4 separate regions of the Mus musculus genome follow, and regions 1, 2 and 3 are each linked to region 4. A link is a contact called in public promoter capture Hi-C data. All regions are on one chromosome and are shown on one strand. The core of a region is the stretch at or near the end of the contact, and the rest is flanking DNA. Distances in the headings are between cores, read along the strand shown. Region 1 holds the start of Spidr (scaffolding protein involved in DNA repair). Region 2 holds the start of Mzt2 (mitotic spindle organizing protein 2). Region 3 holds the start of Pkp2 (plakophilin 2). Region 4 has its middle 7.0 kb from the start of Igll1.

Region 1 (4,622 bases), core at 1,387-3,886, 710 kb after region 4:
TGGGTCTTCTGCAAGAGCAACAATTGCTCTTAACCTCTAAGTCATCTCTCTAGCCCCATTTGCCATATTCTTAATATATAGCTATCAGCATTAAAAAAAAAAACACACACACACACACACACAACCATAGCCCTGAGAACAAACTATAAAGAATGACTATCCTGAAATGCACACAGCCATGGCTTTCATGGATCTCTCCTTGATTGGATTATCAATTTACATAATCATCTTATTCTTGCTTAAGCCTAGCATTTCAATCTTGTAAAATTTGTGTCACCTAGGACATGCAACCATTTCAAACTAAACTCTCTGTGGTGCAGGATTCCAACTATTTCCTTCTATAGAAAATACATAGTCTCTTTCCCAATCAACAGATAAGGTTGGGAGTTTTGTGGTCCTTTTTAGGTAGGTCTGCGCCTCTCAGCCTGGAATTGGCTGTAGAGGATTCATTGATCATAATTGTGCTTGCCAAAAAGACATTTGGGATCCCAGCTCTCAGGAAGGAATTATGGCAGGAGAGAACAGACTAGAGAAAATTATATCAATATTAATATATAAAAGAAATCAATAAGCAGAGAATGGCAAGAAGCCACCCCCAACCTGGTATTCATTCAACAAATGGAATATATTCATTGAAAGCCCAAACTTGTATGAATATTGTACATAACCCATAAAAAGTGATAGGCCTCTGACCCAGTGTATCTGGAACACACTTGTTTGTTTGTTTGTTTGTAGCTCACTCTCATTCTTGGGAGTGTTTCAAATTTTTACATAGACTATATCTGTATTTCTAATCACAGAGCCATGGTCCAATTCATTGCAGTAGGACACAAGAACCTATATACTTCAGCAGGCATTCCTGGAACACTCCAGTAGACCTCACATCTATATCTATAAAAGTTTGGATAGAAATATTCAGGGAAGGTGAGAGTTATAAGAGGAAGTGACAAGCTAGCATTGTATTAGTGCTGCAGAAGGACTACAAACCAATAGCAAAACCACATATTCTAGAAAGACTAAGAAAACTATTCCAAGAGAAAACTAAACTTGGTGTTTCCTTTCACGTAGCCTAAGACAGCCTTGAATTCACTACTTTTGGGAATTTGGGAAAATTGTAATTCTCTAAAATATCAGCCCATGGGAAAAGAAGGGCAGGATTTTTTTTTTTTTTTGCAACTCGGACTTTAAAAACAAACAAACAACAACAAAACAAATATTATTTTGCCATGTGCGGTAGTGCACAGCAGTAATCTCAGCACTCAGGAGGCAGAGACAGGAAAATCTCTGAGTTGAGGCTAGCCTGGTCTACACTGTAAGTTCTAGGATAGTCAGGGCTAAGTAGTGAGAGACCCTGTCTCAACAAACACAAACAAACAAGCTAACCAGTGGAAGAAACAAACAGAAACCCAAAGCAGACAGAAAACCCCACTGTCTTGTGTTACGTCAGTAAGCCAGTCATTTTGTCCTTTTTTCTCCTATGCTGTAGTCCCCCTTTGCAGAATGGCATATCAAAAACTGCTCCACTTGCAGTAGTATTTTTAATTCATTAAGGGCCTTGTTTCCCACTCTGCCTATCTTTCAGTTAGAGAATAAAGTCACCACCCAGGCTCTAAGCTCCTCTTCTGTACACATCTGTAAATACAACTTTCTGAGAATCCTTTCCATTGTCCACTCCAAGTTTTCAACAATATAGTTTATTTAATATTTTCTTCAATATATATCTTTATAGAATATGCCTCCGCTAATCTAGTTTCTACTTAAGTCCCATGCAAACACATTCTTGACAAGGACTTATTTAGTGTTTTTTTCGACACTAGAAACCCTGTTAATCCAGTTTCCACTCAAGTAGCAGCTCTCTGTCCTGCTGGTTTGAACATACATAGACAACTATGTCCTAGCGCTTTAAAACATCCAAGGAACGGCTTCATCTTCCACATTAAAATGTTCCCTGAACCAGCATCTAGAAATTTAAGAATGTAAGCTCTCTGGCTTTTCCCAGATCTATAGTATGTGAAACCTACTTTATAACAAATCCAACTAGTGTTCCTATAGTTTTTTTTTTTAAATAGGAAATCTTTGCTCTTGATATTTATGAATTTTATATTTAAGAATTCCTCATTAGTTAGAGAAGTACTATTCCTTTTCCTGGCTTACTTATGTTTTATTACTAATTAACAATAATTATTGAATTCTAGTTTACGGCTGCCAAGCCAACGACCACCATATCCCAGAACTCACTTGGCTCACCTCCCACCCTTACTTGTGTTACATCATTTTCCATATAAATAAGGAGAACACCCCCTCCTCGCTCTCTTCTCTTCTCTCTCTGCCACTCCCTTATCTCTCCCTCTCAATAAAACCTCTTCACGTTGAACTGCCTGGGCCTAGTGTGCTTCTTGGTGACCCGCTATTCTAACACATCACTGGTTACTGCTCTAAGGCTTTGCTTAGCTAGGAGAGAGGATGACCTGTAGATCAGCTCTCAGGCTCCCTAAAGAGCGAGAGGAAGAGCCTAGACAGCAGCTCCCTCAGTTTGAGCCCGTGGAACTTGAGACGACGGCTTTCGCAAGGGGCGGGGCGCGGGAAGGGGCGTCTCCGGAGGAAAGGGGGCGGGGCGCGGGAAGGGGCGTCGCCAGAGGGAAGGGGGCGGGGCGCGTGATGGGCGGCTTCCGGATGGGGCGGCGAGCAGGAAGACTGTGCACGTAGGAGATGTCTGGAGCCCGCCGCCCCGGCACGTCCAAGGTACGCTGTGCTGTTGCTATGAAAGCAGAGGGCGGGCGTGTAACCTCTGTGGGCTTCTCGTGCCTGTCCCTGGTCCGGTGAAGGGAGCTGGTGCGCCCAGTCTGACCGGCACGAGCCCGTTGGTGGCGGTCGGTCTAGGCAGGGTTCCCTCGCTCTGCCTCTGCCCAGGTCTGCTGAATGGTCCTGGGAACCAAGCGGGTGGGTGGCTGACAGGGAGGACGAATTGATTCGGAGTGAGTGTGAGCTGGCGTCTGGCAGTTCATTTGCCTCCGTTTTATTTTGTTGCTTAACACACCAAGACAGTAGTGGGTATTGGAGTATCTCTTCTGTCCCAGGCATCTTTTGCTACACTTTGCTTTCCCGCCTAAACTTTCTGAGAGGCGTGCTTCTCCCGTGTCTCCCGCAGTCCCTGTATACTGTAGGCACTGTTGTAGGAACTGTTACATGGATGAAATTTAAGCGATCCTCTACATTTCTCCGACATTGTGTTTCTCTTGGATCATATTTTGCCTTTTCAAAGTTCCTCACTTACAGATGATTATTTCATAATACTCAAAATTTAGAACAGCAAACGGTGCTTCATTCCCTCACCTGCTCTTCCTTTCACTAAATGCTAAACTCCCTTAACACTACCATTCGTACTTATTTCTCAGATAGCCTTGAAAGATGACACTGTGAACTTTGTAACTTATTTAGAGAGTAAAAGCACGTATAACTTATGATTTAAAAGACTAATTTAAATTTCAGGAAGACTAAAAGATGAAAAAATCAAGGAATTAAAACATTTCTACATCTAACATAAATTAGTTCTTGCAGCCCTCGATACCCTTGCTAACTGTATACATTTATTTAAGCGTCCCTAAAGTCCTGATTCACTCTTATAGCTGCTCATTCACTTCTCCTAACTGCCCAGCTCCAAATTTTGACTTTGTGCCTATTCTCAACAACTTTTTTTTTTTTTTTTTTTTCGAGACAAGGTTTCTCTGTGTAGACCAGGCTGGCCTTGAACTCAGAAATCCTCCTGCCTCTGCCTCCCGAGTTCTGGGATTAAAGGCGTGCGCCACCACGCCCGGCTTCTTTTCTTTTCTTTTCTTTTCTTTTCTTTTCTTTTCTTTTCTTTTCTTTTCTTTTCTTTTCTTTTCTTTTCTTTTCTTTCTTTCTTTCTTCTTCTTCTTCTTCTTCTTCTTCTTTTTTTTTTTTTTTTTTTTTTTGGTTTTTTGAGACAGGGTTTCTCTGTATAGCCCTGGCTGACCTGGAACTCACTTTGTAGACCAGGCTGGCCTAGAACTCAAAAATCCGCCTGCCTCTGCCTCCCAAGTGCTGGGATTAAAGGCATGCGCCACCATGCCCGGCGCCTTTTCACAACTTTAAGAGTTTGCCCTGGACTGCGATTTTTAGCTGTCACTACAGCATAAAGAAATTACAGTGTGTTATGAAACCATTTGTTTAGCTTATCAGGGCCCTAGCAATTTTTCCTAACTTAGAAATCTGTTGTTTTTGTTATTTCTTTCTGCCCTCTTCATTTTATTAGTTTCCAATAGCTTTTCTTTTCAGTAGTTGTGTTACTTAACTGTTATGTAAAGATTGTCTCAAAAGTGAAGCAGCTTTCCACAAGTATTGCTATCAGGATTCTGACTGTAGTTTAAGCTTATGGTTGTAGCTTCTCCCAAGACTTCTCCAGAGAAGTCTTCTCCCAAATTCACTGAGGTAGGGGCCAGGGTGGTGGTGGTTGTGGTAAGTTTCAGTTTGTTAGTTCCATAGGATGGCTCACAACTTTGTCAACAGCAAATGAGACAGGATCTCATGTCACACAGGCCGACTCTGAATTACTCATCTTTGATCTACATTTCAATTTCTAGGATTACAAGTAGCATATGCCA
Region 2 (4,485 bases), core at 861-3,360, 990 kb after region 4:
TTAACACACTGTGTGTGCAGTGTGAGCATGCAGGCATGTAAGCATTCAAGTGTGAGAATATATACTTGCATGCAACATGGTTGTGAATGTATATGACACTGAGTCACATGTGAGCATCTGAGAGTATAACAGTGTGAAAGAATACGTAACAATATGGGCCTTAGTTAGGGCTTCTATTCTTTTGATAAAACACCATGACCAAAATCAACTTGGGGAGAAAAGGGCTCATATTATCTCACAAGTTGTGATCCATCATCTGTGGAAATCAGGGCCTGAACTCAAGACAGAACACAAAGGTAGGAGCTGGTGCAAAGGCCATGGAGAAATGTTGCTGGCTTATTTCCCATTGCTAGCTTAACCTGCTCTGATATACCATCCGGGACCACATGCCCAGGTGCGGTACCAGCCATAGTCACCTGGGCATTCTGGTATCAGTCATCAATTAAAAAAAAGATGCACCCCAGGCTTGCCCACAGGCCATCTGATAGGGTCATTTTCTCAATGGAGGATCTTCCCAGATGACTCTATCTTGTGTCGTGTTGGCAAAACACTAGCCAAGACAGTGTGTGTGTGTGTGTGTGTGTGTGTGTGTGTGTGTGTGAGAGAGAGAGAGAGAGAGAGAGAGAGAGAGAGATTTTGTATGAGCATGTTGTGTGTACATAAATGTTTGAATTTTTAAGTGCGTATTAGTACAAGAGCCCTTTATTAAGGTCTCTAAGTCTGTGCAATTTAGTCCTCTGGACTTTCCTAAAGTTGAGGCCATGTATGATTATGTCAGAATTATATGAAAATGGCGGAGTGACTTATGTGAGGGTCCAATGACCCTACCTTGACCTTCCTTCTATGAATGGACACTGGCCATCCATGGACCTGAGGTGATATACTCCTACAAACAGGCAGAGCTGATGGCATGCAGGTAACAGTTGTCTGGCTAGGGAGATGATGCTGTGCCTCACTTCGATTTGCCTCCAGTTTGTACTCTTGGGCATTCTGACCAATAGGAGCTGGTTCCTGGAGCCATCAATCCTACAATAAACTAATGAGGCAGGGAGGCCCTACATTTACATCATGGCCACAGTTCTGCGAAAACCTGAGATATTCTGGAATCCTGCAAACAAGCACCTGATGTTCCACCCTGGGAAGCAGGTGCCAGATTAGATGCACATACATCCTGTAATGTCTGCTCCTGGAGCCAGACTCATTCCCCACAGCCCACACTGGCTCTTCACAGTCACCAGCAGCTTACTGTCACCATGGTCCTCACTGTGACAGACGCACCATTCAACATGGAAATGGTGTTTAGTCCTTAGATCTGGACCTTGGTGACTGGCCAAAGGTTCACCAAATATGAAGACCGGAAGTGCAGAACCAGGGAAGCTGTGTTCAGTATAAGGAAGAAAGAAGGAAGGCTGAGAACTGACTAGATGCTCTAAATTCTCCCCTTCCCGGTAATGAATACGTTTTCCCCTAAGAATGAAGACTATTCACCCAATATATTTTTATATTGAAAATATTTTTTCATACTCTATAATCTGATCATGATTTCCCTCCCTTACCTCCTCCCTGAACTTTGCCACTTCCCTACCTTCTCAAGTTCTCTCTCTCTCTCTCTCCCTCCTCTCTTTTCTAGCAAATAGGCACATTTAAAAAAAATCAAGCCAGAATAAAACAAATTGAAAAAATAAAAACACCAATCAACAAACATACACATACGGATACACACACATATGCAAAAGACTAGTAATGTAAAATGGACAAAGCATCAGGAGACAAAATATCTCCAAGAGTGCCCCCGCACAAATTTTAGATGCCCCTCCTGGTCCCCTTTCACTGTGTAGGCACTTCTGGACGGCTCCCCCGGTCCACTCTTTCCCGATGGCAGTGACAATCATGGTAACCGGCCAAACATTTGCAGTTCTCAACACACCGGCCAAGCTAACGTGTTGAGTTCAAAATGACCATCCTACCTATCTTCAGAAATAGACGCCGCTATCCAGACACACAACCCGGAAATAGCGTCATCAAGCTGCGCGTCAGGCCACACCCCTGCCTACTGGGAAAAGCGGCTCAACCTCCCGGGAAAAGCGCCTGCAAAAGCAAAAGCCAATCAAGTGCAGAAGCAGTTGGCCACAAGGCGCGTGCGCAGTGACGTCCTCAGTTGCTCTTTACTCCCCAAGTTTATGTATTTCGGGGTCGGGGGACAGGAGTGCGTATCCGTTTAAAAGCAAAGCTGTTTAGGGACCGTCAACAGAACTGGTAATTACACGAGATCGTGAATACTCGTCATCCAACAGGCATTTGCTAAGTACCCGGTATATGCCAGGTACTATTCTGGGGTCTGCTACCTAAGCCAGCAGTCCAAGTCTGATCGTCAGGCAGTGATCAGCTTCCCACCACCCCACCCCATGCCTAGCACACTGCCCTGTGCACAGTAGACGTTCCGAACAAGTCAAGTAACCGACTGTGTAAAGGCCTCTTGGAACTCTCGCCTCGGTGCTGGAGCTGTTGACTTGCAGAGACTCTGTCCAACACAGATCCCTTTTCAGGCTATACGAATGGCGGCGGCGGCGGCTGCTGCTGGTGGTGCTGCACTCGCGGTTTCCACAGGATTGGAGACAGCAACGCTGCAGAAGCTGGCGCTTCGGCGGAAGAAAGTGCTGGGGGCCGAGGAGATGGAGCTGTACGAGCTAGCTCAGGCTGCTGGCGCCGCCATCGACCCCGATGTGTTCAAGTGAGAAAGCGGGGGTCGGGACTTTGAGCTCATACTCCCTACAGATAATGCCGGCTTTAGGACTCCTCATTCCTGCATCTGCTACTCTAAGATATCCGTGTCTCTTTAAGGGGTTTCAAGACGGTGACCCAGCTGGCGCGACTCCTAGAGCATGTCCGCCCTGTGGCTTTCAGTATTCGCTAAGCACTGCATTTGTTTCCCCAGGATCCTGGTGGACTTGCTGAATCTGAATGTGGCTCCCCTCGCCGTCTTCCAGATGCTGAAGTCCATGTGTGCTGGGCAGCGGCTGGCAAGCGATCCCCAGGACTCGGTGCCCATATCTCTGTCTACATCCACATCAGAGACCCGAGGTTAGAGATGGGCTGGGTACTTCTGCCTAGAGGGTGGCCGAGGTGGGGAAGGAGTAGAGAACCTCGTGCCGGCTTGTCTTAGAATTGCTCAACCTGTCTATAGGCCTCCTCCCAAGGTCTGCAGACCCATCCACCTTTCAGGGACTTTAGTTGGCTCCACCTTTCGGATTGTACTGCTGGACCAAAGACTGGTCCAAGCAAGCTAGACTTGGTCTTTCTGACTCCCTCTCACCTCTTCATCATGCCTCCATTGCACAGGTAGAGGAATAAACATGGCTTTGGTCTCCATCTACCACACAGCCTCAAGGAAGTGTTCAGAGAGCAGAGCAGACAACGCCTCCCCCTCCGAGGGCCACGTCTAGCTCCTGTTCATCTCAGGCCAGGCCCGAACACCTCTCATCTGGGGATTTTTTTGGGTTGCAGGACTGAAGCCATCTGATTCCTTTGGGACAAAAAGTAGAGGTCTGACAGAAAGATTCACCCAGTTCTCAGGTGTGAATGGCCTGGTCATGAGTGGGACCAGGTGTAAGCAGATGGTGGTGAGCAGAGTGTAACAGGGATCTCAGGTCCTCCAGCCTGCCCATCCTATCTGTTACATCTGTTCTCTCTGCCTGTCGGACCCTCTGAAATACAGCTTGTCCTCCCAGACAAGTGGATGCAAGTCCAGTGCTCATTTCCTGCCTGTAAGTGCAAGAACCACATGGAAGGAATCCAGGTGGGGTAAAGTGAGCAGTCTGGCCCAGTGAAGGCAGACTGTCAGGCCTGGGGACTCACACATACACGCTGACCCACCCACTTTCTGATCAATGTGTGTCTCTGGCCTCTATCACCCTTTCTCTTTGTGGAAGAGAAACAAGGGTAACCTTTCCCTCAGGCCTGCAGCCTCTCCAGGTCTGCTCCATGGCCCTCCTCCCAAGCACCTGCCTCCCTGCCCCCACCCCTCACCCTGGTTCTCTTGCTGCCCATCTTCTCCTGTCACAGGCATTTGATTGTCTAATCTGTGGGTTTGGTGTTGATGTGCACTCTGCCGCTGGAAGTTGCCATTGTCCCACAAGGCCAGGGCAGCTTTGAGCTACAATACCAGGGCACTGTAGGCCATCCCAGCCATGCAACTCAGAACAAGGACATGTTTTCTTGCTTAGTCTATCAAAGACACAGTACTTTTAGAATATGCAATTGTACCGGTGCCCCCGGATCATCCAACACCCCCACACTTGCACACTTTAAAGATCCCTACCCAGGCAGAGGATGTAGGTCAGGGACAAACATGAGGGATCATGGTATGCTATTGGGAACATGACCTCAGCCTCTTCAACACTGTCCCTTGGCTGATTGCAAGTATGGCGTAGGGAACAGATGCCTCTCCCTAGCCTCCTTGACAACACCATTAAGAATGACATTTTG
Region 3 (4,831 bases), core at 1,938-4,437, 640 kb after region 4:
AGAGAGAAAGACAAGGTAGTAAGTAAAACTGTTTTACACTATAGTCATTTTTTGCTAGCTTTGCTAGCTTTCTTTGCCACTTTTAAATGTTTCATTCTGACTTTTATAGATTTTAAAATTTGGTAAAACATATACATATTTTATAATGCAGCCACACACACACCGTTGAACCTAAGAGATAAAACTGACTTTAAAATATTCACCAGTTTAAAATGATACCAAAAGTCAGTGAGTGATTTCCAGGGAAACCATACACCGTAAGAAAGCCACGGAGGGTGAAAAAGCCTTACAAGGCATTAACCACAAACCTTTCGGCAGACTGTCTGCTGCCTCATCCTTTCTGGTATGTCAACAATCCAGAATTCTCCAGGGTACTGGGGCTAAGGGCAGTAACATCAGGGTCACTCTTTCCAGATCAGCACTGTTTCAGTGCTGTGTTTCCACACTACAGACAGGACACGGATATAAGGAAAATATAAAGCAATCCAGCCACTCTAAGTCCCAAACACTTCCAAAGTACTTCAGTTAAACAGGTGGGAGTCACCTCCTGCTGCTGCTCCAGGGTACAGGGAAGCCCGGTCCCTGTAGCTGACCTCCTTCAGAGTAGGGGTCTGATGCCTTACCCCCGCCTAAGCTGCACTTCTCTGCAGCCTGCCAAAGAGCTCTGTGGTAATCAAAAATAGCTCAGGGCTTTATCCCTTAGTTGGAAAAAACCACTCAACGGAACAGAAGCACCAAGGCTGAGTCTTTGTTCTCTCATGTCAACTCGGCACTATGAAATATCCGTGCACACTTCTACAGTAACGCATGCATCTCCAGCTATGCTCCCTGCACAAGCCTAATAAACTTCTGAGATTTAAAGCTCCTAGTTTCAGAGTGTGGGGGTGGGACTGGTGAGCTAATATCACAGTTCCTCCAAACAGATTTTCAAAATTCTCTTTGGCTGGGAGAACTTTGCATTTGAAAGCTCTGTGGCACCCTTGCTGTTCTCTGGGTACTTAGGGCTTTTGATTCATGACTGCATTTCCTTGGGTTTAAACTTCTTGTTACAAAGCACACCAAATGTGTGTTTAATTCAGCACCAGAATGATGCCCCTTGGAGAAGAACACGTTCAGTGGCAGTGGTTGAATTCACCAAACAGCTCCTGTATTATTCCGTAGAGAGGAGACACCAATTTTCTAGGACTTGGACCATCATCCTACAGCTGTTGATAGATATATGCCTCCCCCCACTCCACCCCTAAAATGATCACCTTATAGTATCTAGCTCATCTACCTTTCCAATTCCATTTAAGGACATAACAGAATGGAAATGCATGAAATTGGAGATGACCAGCTGCCATATGATAGCAAAGTGCTTAGCAAAGCTCCCTGTTCCTTCCTCCTACACTGGACCCCCACCCCCACCCCCACTCCCACCATTTGTTTACTAGTTGATGCCTGCTTGTTCTTCTGGCTGGCCACCCTTACAAGATAAGGAAGAAGGCTCTTCAGTTCCACGTTAGCACTGGGCATGAGGCTTTTCACACTGCAGGATGCAATGGCAGGACTAGCCAGACACTGCCCTCAGTCATCCTGGAGTCCTTTGCCACATTCCTAACCCTAAGGTTTGCTTTTTCTTCTCACCAGGAACTAAAGCAGTTCTTTCCTGTGTAAACCTTTCCATCCTCTTAGAACTTCCTTAGTTTTACTTAGAGGAAAAGGAGTCGTTACAGGGAAGTTTAGTTCCCAAGTAATTTCATTTTGTGTTAGTAATCAAACACTTAATATGTTAACTCATGATCGACTTAAAACTCCACATTTTGGCTTTTATATACCACCTATGCCACTTTCTGTCTGGAATCTTGACTGTTTTATTTGCTCAGTTTCCTTGTCTCTAAGCTTGGATCCACAGTAAACCCAGCCCATGTCTGTAATCTCAGCACATGGGAGACGGAGACGGGAAGTTTGAGGCTGCATCTTAAAAATCGTATCTATATCTACACATATGGAAAGAGAAAGGAAAAAAATACACAGTTCATTTTAAGAAGATAATATAAAGTGCGAACCACATAGCCTAATTAGGGACGTTACAGGCACTCACTTACATGAGCTTGCAATCATTAAACACCTCTTTACTTTTCAAGTATGCAAACATCAACTGCCCTAACCTTTAGACAAACTGAAAAGCGGACAGCCTCCCAGACTCTGCTATTTGAAATCCACATGCTGGCACGGAAGCATTATTATTCTTAATGGTAATCACATTTACCAGAGCTTCTGATCTTTCTGATCAACCACACTTCTGTCAACTAGTCTGTGTGGTGGGGGGTTGATTTTTTTTTTTTTAATGAGGGCGGTTCTGCACCCACGCATCTGTTGGTTCTGGTGTGTGGGTGTGAGGTGGGCAGGCGGGGCTACCTTCAGCCTGGCCAAAGTCTCCTTCCTCCTTATCCTCCGCAGGGTGTTCAGGTTGCTCCCAGACCCAAAGCCGACTTGCTCAATTTGTTTAGTCGCAGATACGGAGTGGAGCACTTGGACGAGGTAACCTCAATTTAGAGGATGGAGGAACCGCAGGGCTTTGAAGGTTTCTTTCTAAAAATATTTATAGAGAGTCGTAAACTCTAAAACATCTCAATAAAAGCCCAAAGCGCCTTATTCCAGAAGATCAATCTTGCATACCAAAGTCTGCATAAAATTTCAAAGTGTTTTTTAGAATCTCAGGGAGAGAACCCGGAGCGAGCGGCGAAGGGTGAAACCGATCGAATTCTTTAATACAGACAATTGTGTAATTAACAAACGAATAAGGTAGACCAGAACCAAAGGTTAGGGAGGAAGCGTGTCCAAAGCGACCAACCACGAGCCGGAAAAGGTAAGGTGAGCAACAGGTGGGCGGGCGGACACCGGTTCGCACCGGGGAGACCTACGACTAGCACGGCGGGTGGGGTTCGACTCACCGCTGACCGCAGAGCTCCGGCCCCGGCGGGCCAGGGTCTGCTGCACCTGCTCCTGGATCCGCTGGCTCCGGGCCGCCGGGTCGCCGCGGCCGCTGCTGCCGGCCAGCCTCAGTCTGGCCTCGGAGGGCAAGGCCAGGCTGGAGCTGTCCAGGTGACCCAGGATCTGCTGGCCCAGCACAGTCCGGATGTAGCCACACTCGGCCAGTGAGCCGGGGACGGCCATCGCGTCGGCGGAGTGACCAGGAGGGACTGCCAGGACCTGCCCGCAAAGCCGCAGAGGCGTGGGGACCGGCAGCAAACCCCGCCCCGCCCCGCCCCGCCCCGCCCCGCCCCGCCCCGTAGGACCCAGGCCCTTAGGGGACAGGGGCGTGGCTCCTGCAAAGCAGGCGCACTCCGCCCGGGGCGAGCACGTCCTCTGAGGCCCCCACGTATTCTCGGCTCGCGAAGGATTGTGGGAGGAGCTGCCCTTAGGACAGGTGCAGCTGGGAACTTCTGCTGTGAGTAGCACATCTAGTTAGTTAGGGTCAGTTACACTGTTCCAAACGTTCACAGATAATGAAACATGTATGAAATAGACGTATTTTAAAGGTTTTTTTTTTTATCCGTAGTACTTCAGGACGCCGAGCTTTTTGTACAGATGGAGCCCCAGAAACATATGTTCTCCCTCAGTGAAAGCCTCTGCTTGCTCTTGCAAATACACAAATTGTACCCAGTGCGCTCTTGTCCACCCACTTCCTTCTTAAGGAACATGCCCACACAGAGAAACTCCAATAAGAGGCCCAGAGAAAAGATGACTTTTAATACTCAGTTTTAATAGCTCTTCTAACGTTGACTAAGCCCTCTTTATGACAAGCTCTTTGCAGGGGAACTCATGAACGAGGTTTCTCACTTAAATCTCCCGAACTTGAGTTTATCATGCTATTAACTATGCTTCACATGCAATTGGGCTAAGAACAAGAGCTAAGCTCAACAGAAGGGTCCTTGAACTTAAAGTTGACAACCGATGCTACTCTCCACATACTGGTATTTAGACTTGGGAGAAGAAAAGAAAAACATCTATGTTTGTTATCAAGTGGGGTCTTTTCCTTTGGTTGCTAGGGTTTGTACCTTTGTTGGAACAGCTAGGGAACACAACTTCTCTTCTTCCCCGGTTCCTAACTAAACAGTTAATGTGGCTTCCTGTTTTGCCTTCGAGCATCGAGGAAATCAGGGACGAGTCACTCTTTCTCCACAGGCCACATAGTCAAAGGTCATAAGGAAAGCTCTGGAGGTGGGAGCTATGAGGTCAGCAAAAGCAACTGGGCCAGTCTTTAGGTAAATTGTGCCCAAAAGCTTGGCTTGCCAAGTCAGGTGTAAATAATGTACAGATGTGATGCTGAGAGCTTACCGAAAACAAGAATGTTATGACGGTTAAATTACAGCAACAAATCCTGTCACCAGCCCCTTGTAAGCAACCTGTTTCCCTTCATCTATCTCCTAGCTCCTTCTGAAAGTCCCAGGTCTGTTGCTTTAAAAGATAACTGCAGCGCCTGCTTCTGCAGGGCCAGGACTCACTCTGGCTTCTGTACCTGGAGAACTATGATTGGTAAGGTCCCATTCTGCTTTCTTCAGCAAGAGACAAACAGGAAATTTCTCTTATTTATCTTAGGAAGTGTAACTTCACTTTCCTGTTTCTTGTCAAATCACTTTTTAAAAGTTCTGTTGTAATTGATTATCTTATTATGCAGGCTCCAATAAATGAGGATATCTTGTAGTTGGTAGTTGGATGGTTTGATAAAAGAATGGCAATTAGAAATTAGCTTACAAGTGAAGGAGGATATACATCTAATTTAGCTTATCCTTTGGTATGGCTAAATAACATAGCCTCTATCCTCCCCAGGTTCCTAACCATACAA
Region 4 (4,838 bases), core at 1,517-4,016:
ATGTCCATCTTCCTTTCAGGATGGACCTTGAGCCTCCCGAAATAAGGCTTTCTATTTCTATTCTAGGCTGAGGGCTCAAGGCTTAGAAACAGTAGGAAGTGGCTCAAGTTGCGTTCCAGTCAGGAGCAGAGCTTAGAATTGAACATAACCCAAGACCTAACCTTTAATGGAGCCTGTCTTTCCTGCTCGCTGCTGGTCCTATGTGTTGCAGCTTGGTTTATCTTTGCCCCCTTTCCTCACTATCCTCAGCTCTGATTAATTTTAGTCTGGAGGTTACTGGGGTGGCCAGCAGCGGTGTGACTTTTCCTGGTGAGATGTGAACAGATGTCTGTTCATCTCAGCTGGGGAACTGCTTAGAGACTACAGTTACAATTCCACTGAAGTCCAACGTGGCAAATGAATGAGATTATTTGTTTTACTTATAAGAATATGTGTGACTCAGAGGTAGCTGCATCACTGAAAAGCCTTCCCATCATGAGTGGCAGTCTCATCAAAGCTGAACCCTGGAGTTCCTTTTGAGATTCCCAGGCACCTTGGCTGGCTGGAAAGTCTCACCCCAGCAATCATTACAGCTTATAAAATCATGGGAAAATTTCAGAACTTCTAGCGACTTTTTTAATGCATTTGTTTACTTCCTGAGTTTTGTAAGTTTCTTTTACTTCCTGGCTTATTTTTATTTCATGTGTGTCTTGTCCACATGTGTGAAATGTGCACCATATATGTAGGCCTAATGCTCCAGGAGACCAGAAGGGGCAGTTTGCCTCGAACTGGAGTCACAGATGGTTGTGTGCTCAGAACTGAGCTGTGGTTCTCTGCAAGAGCAAAACTTGCTCTTAAACATTGAACCTTCTCTCCAGCCCCTACTTTCCAAGTCTGAAGAGGTCTCCCTCTAGTATGCATTGTTTCAGTTTAGAGGAAATTGCTACACATTTGTTACAAGCAGGCGGGCTGATACTGGAAGAAGTGACAGGTTCCAACTCCTCTCCTTTTGTTACTGTGGTTATTCACATTCTGCAGCATCTCAAGGCAGACTGTCTCTCTAGGCTTTGTTGGCCAGCTCCTGCATCCACAAGTTTTGTGCTTTTTAAGATGGCTGAACTCTGAGGTCCCTCACCAACTCTTCCTTTGGCTCCTTTAGCAGGTGTTTCCTGCCGTCTGCCTTCCACAGCTTGGTTTCCCAGGTGGTGACACAACAGATCCATGCATGCTCTTGAATTCTGTCTTAGGGCTTCTATGGACGTGATAAAAACAAAACAAAACAAAACAAAAACCAAAAACCAACCAACCAAACAAAAAAAACCCCCAAAAAACCCAACTATGACCAAACACAACTTTTGAAGGACAGTTTCAGCTTACAGTTTGTAGTCTATTATCTAGGAAGTCAGAACAGCAGCTGGAGGCAGGAGCTAATGCAGAGGCCAAGGCTGCTTCTTGCTTCTCATGTCTTGCTCAGCATAATTTATATAACACCCAGGACCACCAGGAGTGGTATATCCACCTGGGCCATTCCATATCAATCATCAATCAAGAAAATGCAGTATAGACTTGCCCACAGGCCAATCTGGTGGGAGCATTTTTTTCTTAGTTGAGGTTCCCCATTCCAAATGACTCTAGCTTGTGTCAAATTGTCATTAACCTAGCAAGCACAATTGACCCTTTGTCAACTTCACTCACAAATAATTCAGCATAACCTTTGCTTTCTTGTTGTTCCTAAGGTTTCATATCAATATCAACATCACAATATACAATATTCTAATTTTAAGGGTCTCACAGTCCCTAAAAATTTCAATACTTTAAAAGTTCAGTCTCTTACAATATCCAGTCTCTCTGAAACTCCAAATATCTGTAAAATTCCAAAGCTTCTTAACTATGGGCTCCTGTAAAATACGAAATAGTTAAATATTTTCATATTCCAAGAGGGAAGGACCAGGCAGCATCACAATCAGATCAAGGCAAAATCAAAGTCAAACAGGGTAAAGGTTCATGTTGTAAAGCTCGATGTTGTAAAGCTCGACGTCAGGCCTTTGGGACTTCTTAGTTCCCAAGGGCTGGCCAAGCATATGCATCACCCATCAGAGGCTCAGGCCAGCTCTATACCACAGAGTTGCTGCTGTTCCTGGTGGTTATCCCATGATATTGTCATCTCTAACATTCTGCAGGCTCCTGTTGCAATCGAGTTGCACTTTCACCAACAGTCTCCTGGGCCATCTGCAGGGACTCTGGTCCTGCTATATGTTGTCAAGTGTCAACTTCTCTCTAAGACCCTTTCAGTTCGAATGCTCCTACTTCAACCTAGGCTACACGTTTACCAGCAAGCTCTTCATGGTGCCAAGACTCGGCAGCTCTCCATGACTCTTTATGCCTTCACAACCAGTATTACCTGGGAAACTTACACATTACTGTCGGCCTGAGTCTGCTCAGCTGCAGGGCACGGCTGCTTGGGGAGGAGGAACTTGGGGAGTTTGACTGAGATTACCCTGTGCTGCCTTCCGGGTGAGTTCACGAGCTGTAGGGAAGTGCTCCTGGGATAGGAAAGCACAGTCTGAGATGAGGGAAAGTCGGACCTGATTTAGGGGTCCTTGGGTCTGTGACATTGCCAGGGCCATGGGGTTCTTAGACTCTTGGACATCTAGGCGCCACTGGAAGTCACAGAAGAGCAGAGAACAGAGTCAGGGGCCACATGGCCTGGGGACAGCATCTAGCTGGGGCTGGGGAGGGGGTGGGGAGGAAGGAGAGCTCTGGCTTGTCTCATGGGGTGAGTGTCCTTTGCTTAACAGAGGCAGGTTTGGTGGCAGTTGTGGCTGGGAGTGCAGAGAGGCCTTCTACAGGATGTGGCTCTGTAGACAAAGACCTTCTCCAGGTTCCTCATGGTGAATCTTGATGAAAGAGACAGTCGATGATGGAAAATTGATGCATAAAACCACTTCTCAGGGTGGGCCTGAGATTAAATTCCTTTTGCAGGGAGGAATGTCTAGGAAGAGAAGCTTATGGGCTTAAGCCCTCCCGGCCTAGGTTCCTCATTAGCATGGAGAACTCTGTTTTGAGCCTATGTGACCATAGGCCACGTTTCTTTTATGTGAGAGAAGCATGGCATGTGTTCCAAGTCAGGAGTCTGGCAGGGAGCTGGGAGTCACCTAAGCCTCAGGTGTGTGCCCACGAGTCTCTTCCTCTTGACCTGCTTTACCTTAACAAACTTCCTGGCATGTGTTTTTTTTTTTTTTTTTTTTTTTTTTTTTTTTTTTTTTTTTGAGACAGGGTTTCTCTGTATAGCCCTGGCTGTCCTGGAACTTACTCTGTAGACCAGGCTGGCCTCGAACTCAGAAATCCGCCTGCCTCTGCCTCCCGAGTGCGCCACCACGCCCGGCTCCTGGCATGGTTTTAATCCCACACATTACCAGGTTTGTTTGCCAGCACGAGGTCCAGGCTTGGACCTGTTTGCACTATAGGTTTGTGTGCTGACCCCGAGGAAACACTTCCCAGAAGGTTCTGCTTCCTTAATGCTGGTTTCTTCTTAACCTTAGTTTATTTGCAGCCTTAACTGACCAGTCTTAATTTACCCAGTCAAGCAAGTTTTCACACTCTAAGACTTGGTGCCAATTTCTGTCCTAGTTATGGGTTCAATTGTGATAAAACATGACTAACATGAGCTTGAGGGAGGAGAGCTTATTTTAGCTTACAGCTTGTATTCCACCATCCAGGGAAAGTCAGTGTGGGAACTCAAGATAGGAACTAATGCAGAGGCTGTGGGGGAACATTGCTTACAGGCTTGTGCCTCTCTCTTACTCAACTTGCTTTCTTATACACCCTGGACCCATTGGTCCAGGGCAGGAGCGGGACCACCCACAATTGTCTGGGCTCTTCCATACCAATCAGCAATCAAGAAAGTGCACCACAGGCTTGCCCACAGGTGGGGGAATCTTCTTGGTTGAGGTTTACTTTTCTCAAATGACTTCAGCTTGACATAAAGTTGACATAAAACTATCCAGCACAGATTCAGTCAGAGAAAAGATGTGTATTGCATCTTCAGTGGAGTATGAGGCAGTGATTGTTAATTTGGATCTGAAATGAATCTGAAGCTTGGTATTGTGCATAGAAGACTCGGGATGTTCTAAAGGGAGTTAGGAAATATTCCACACTTCTGGAAGTCCGTCAAAACTCTGCAAGTAAACAACTCAATAGCTTAAGGAGCTCTCTGAAACCATCCAGACTCTCATGGCTTCTCCATTGGTTATTTCTGGTCTGCACAGGTGGGAGAGACGTGCTGAAGCTCCTCATGTAAGCTCCTGTATTTGGTTTTTACTTTGTGTGTGTGATATTACTTTATTCTGTAACGTTTTGAGCTTTGGGGCATATCCTATATCGCCCCCTGCTGGCACCTACTCTCCAAAAGCTCTGTAGGGCTATGAAACAATGTGCTCACCCTGGAAACATCTGCTATTGTCCTAGGAGGTCACCAGCTTCGGAGTGTCTTCACGGTTTACTCCTGCACCATAAGTGGAAGCACATGCAGCATCGGATTGGAGAGTGGAAGGAAAAGGTGGAGCTGAAAGTTAGAGAGGGGACACACACACACACACAAAGAGAGAGAGAGAGAGGGAGAGAGAGAGAGAGAGAGAGAGAGAGAGGAAGAGAGATGATGGAGGACTGAGAGAAGATGGAGGAAAAGGAAGATGAAACAGAACCATGTGGCCTGGATGAGCCACAAGTAGCTAGGGATTTCATAGATGGAAAAAAGTAATGTAAGATACATTTGCTTGATCTAGGTGTGCAGTTTGAATTTATACCAGTTATATTATGTGTTCTTTGCATGGGCATTTTGGGGTTGGAGAATTACTGTT

Evidence for each region. Promoter capture Hi-C pulls out the DNA fragments that hold promoters and counts their contacts.
Region 1: a contact with region 4 is called in a promoter capture Hi-C map of pre-B cells, with 3 times the contacts expected there. The contact joins the promoter of Spidr here to the enhancer-like site in region 4. A contact is called at or near these places in 5 of 39 promoter capture datasets (hippocampal neurons, liver, pre-B cells and 1 more) and 1 of 115 datasets of contacts at active chromatin or transcription factors (extraembryonic endoderm stem cells).
Region 2: a promoter capture Hi-C map of pre-B cells shows a contact between it and region 4, with 4 times the contacts expected there. The contact joins the promoter of Mzt2 here to the enhancer-like site in region 4. A contact is called at or near these places in 4 of 39 promoter capture datasets (hippocampal neurons, liver, pre-B cells and 1 more) and 5 of 115 datasets of contacts at active chromatin or transcription factors (the 230-238 cell line, embryonic stem cells, large pre-B cells and 2 more).
Region 3: a contact with region 4 is called in a promoter capture Hi-C map of hematopoietic stem and progenitor cells, with 2.8 times the contacts expected there. The contact joins the promoter of Pkp2 here to the enhancer-like site in region 4. A contact is called at or near these places in 15 of 39 promoter capture datasets (the 3T3-L1 cell line, 3T3-L1-derived adipocytes, the C10 cell line and 8 more), 3 of 484 Hi-C or Micro-C datasets (cortical neurons and nephron progenitors), 10 of 115 datasets of contacts at active chromatin or transcription factors (DN3 thymocytes, acute myeloid leukemia, bone marrow-derived macrophages and 4 more) and 1 of 9 other capture datasets (embryonic stem cells).

The regions. Positions count from the first base shown.
Region 1 is chr16:16,144,865-16,149,486 of GRCm38.p6, reverse strand. Spidr (scaffolding protein involved in DNA repair) reads left to right here and starts at 2,636. Exons shown (of 20, transcript NM_146068.4): 1 at 2,636-2,742. The coding sequence starts at 2,710.
Region 2 is chr16:15,860,994-15,865,478 of GRCm38.p6, reverse strand. It overlaps Mzt2 (mitotic spindle organizing protein 2), which reads left to right and starts at 2,110. Exons shown (of 3, transcript NM_029354.3): 1 at 2,110-2,731; 2 at 2,936-3,081. The coding sequence starts at 2,556. It overlaps Gm41425 (a long non-coding RNA gene), which reads right to left and starts at 2,042. Exons shown (of 3, transcript XR_875934.2): 1 at 1,968-2,042.
Region 3 is chr16:16,211,701-16,216,531 of GRCm38.p6, reverse strand. It overlaps Pkp2 (plakophilin 2), which reads right to left and starts at 3,187. Exons shown (of 13, transcript NM_026163.2): 1 at 2,937-3,187. The coding sequence starts at 3,159.
Region 4 is chr16:16,854,584-16,859,421 of GRCm38.p6, reverse strand. No RefSeq gene overlaps it. Among named protein-coding and RNA genes, the nearest start is that of Igll1, 7.0 kb to the left of the region's middle. Within about 2 kb of position 2,766, at least 29 of the 459 cell types and tissues checked have an H3K27ac peak or open chromatin away from gene starts, as enhancers often do. A contact at or near this core is called in acute myeloid leukemia, hematopoietic stem and progenitor cells, pre-B cells and 1 more, where this site is marked.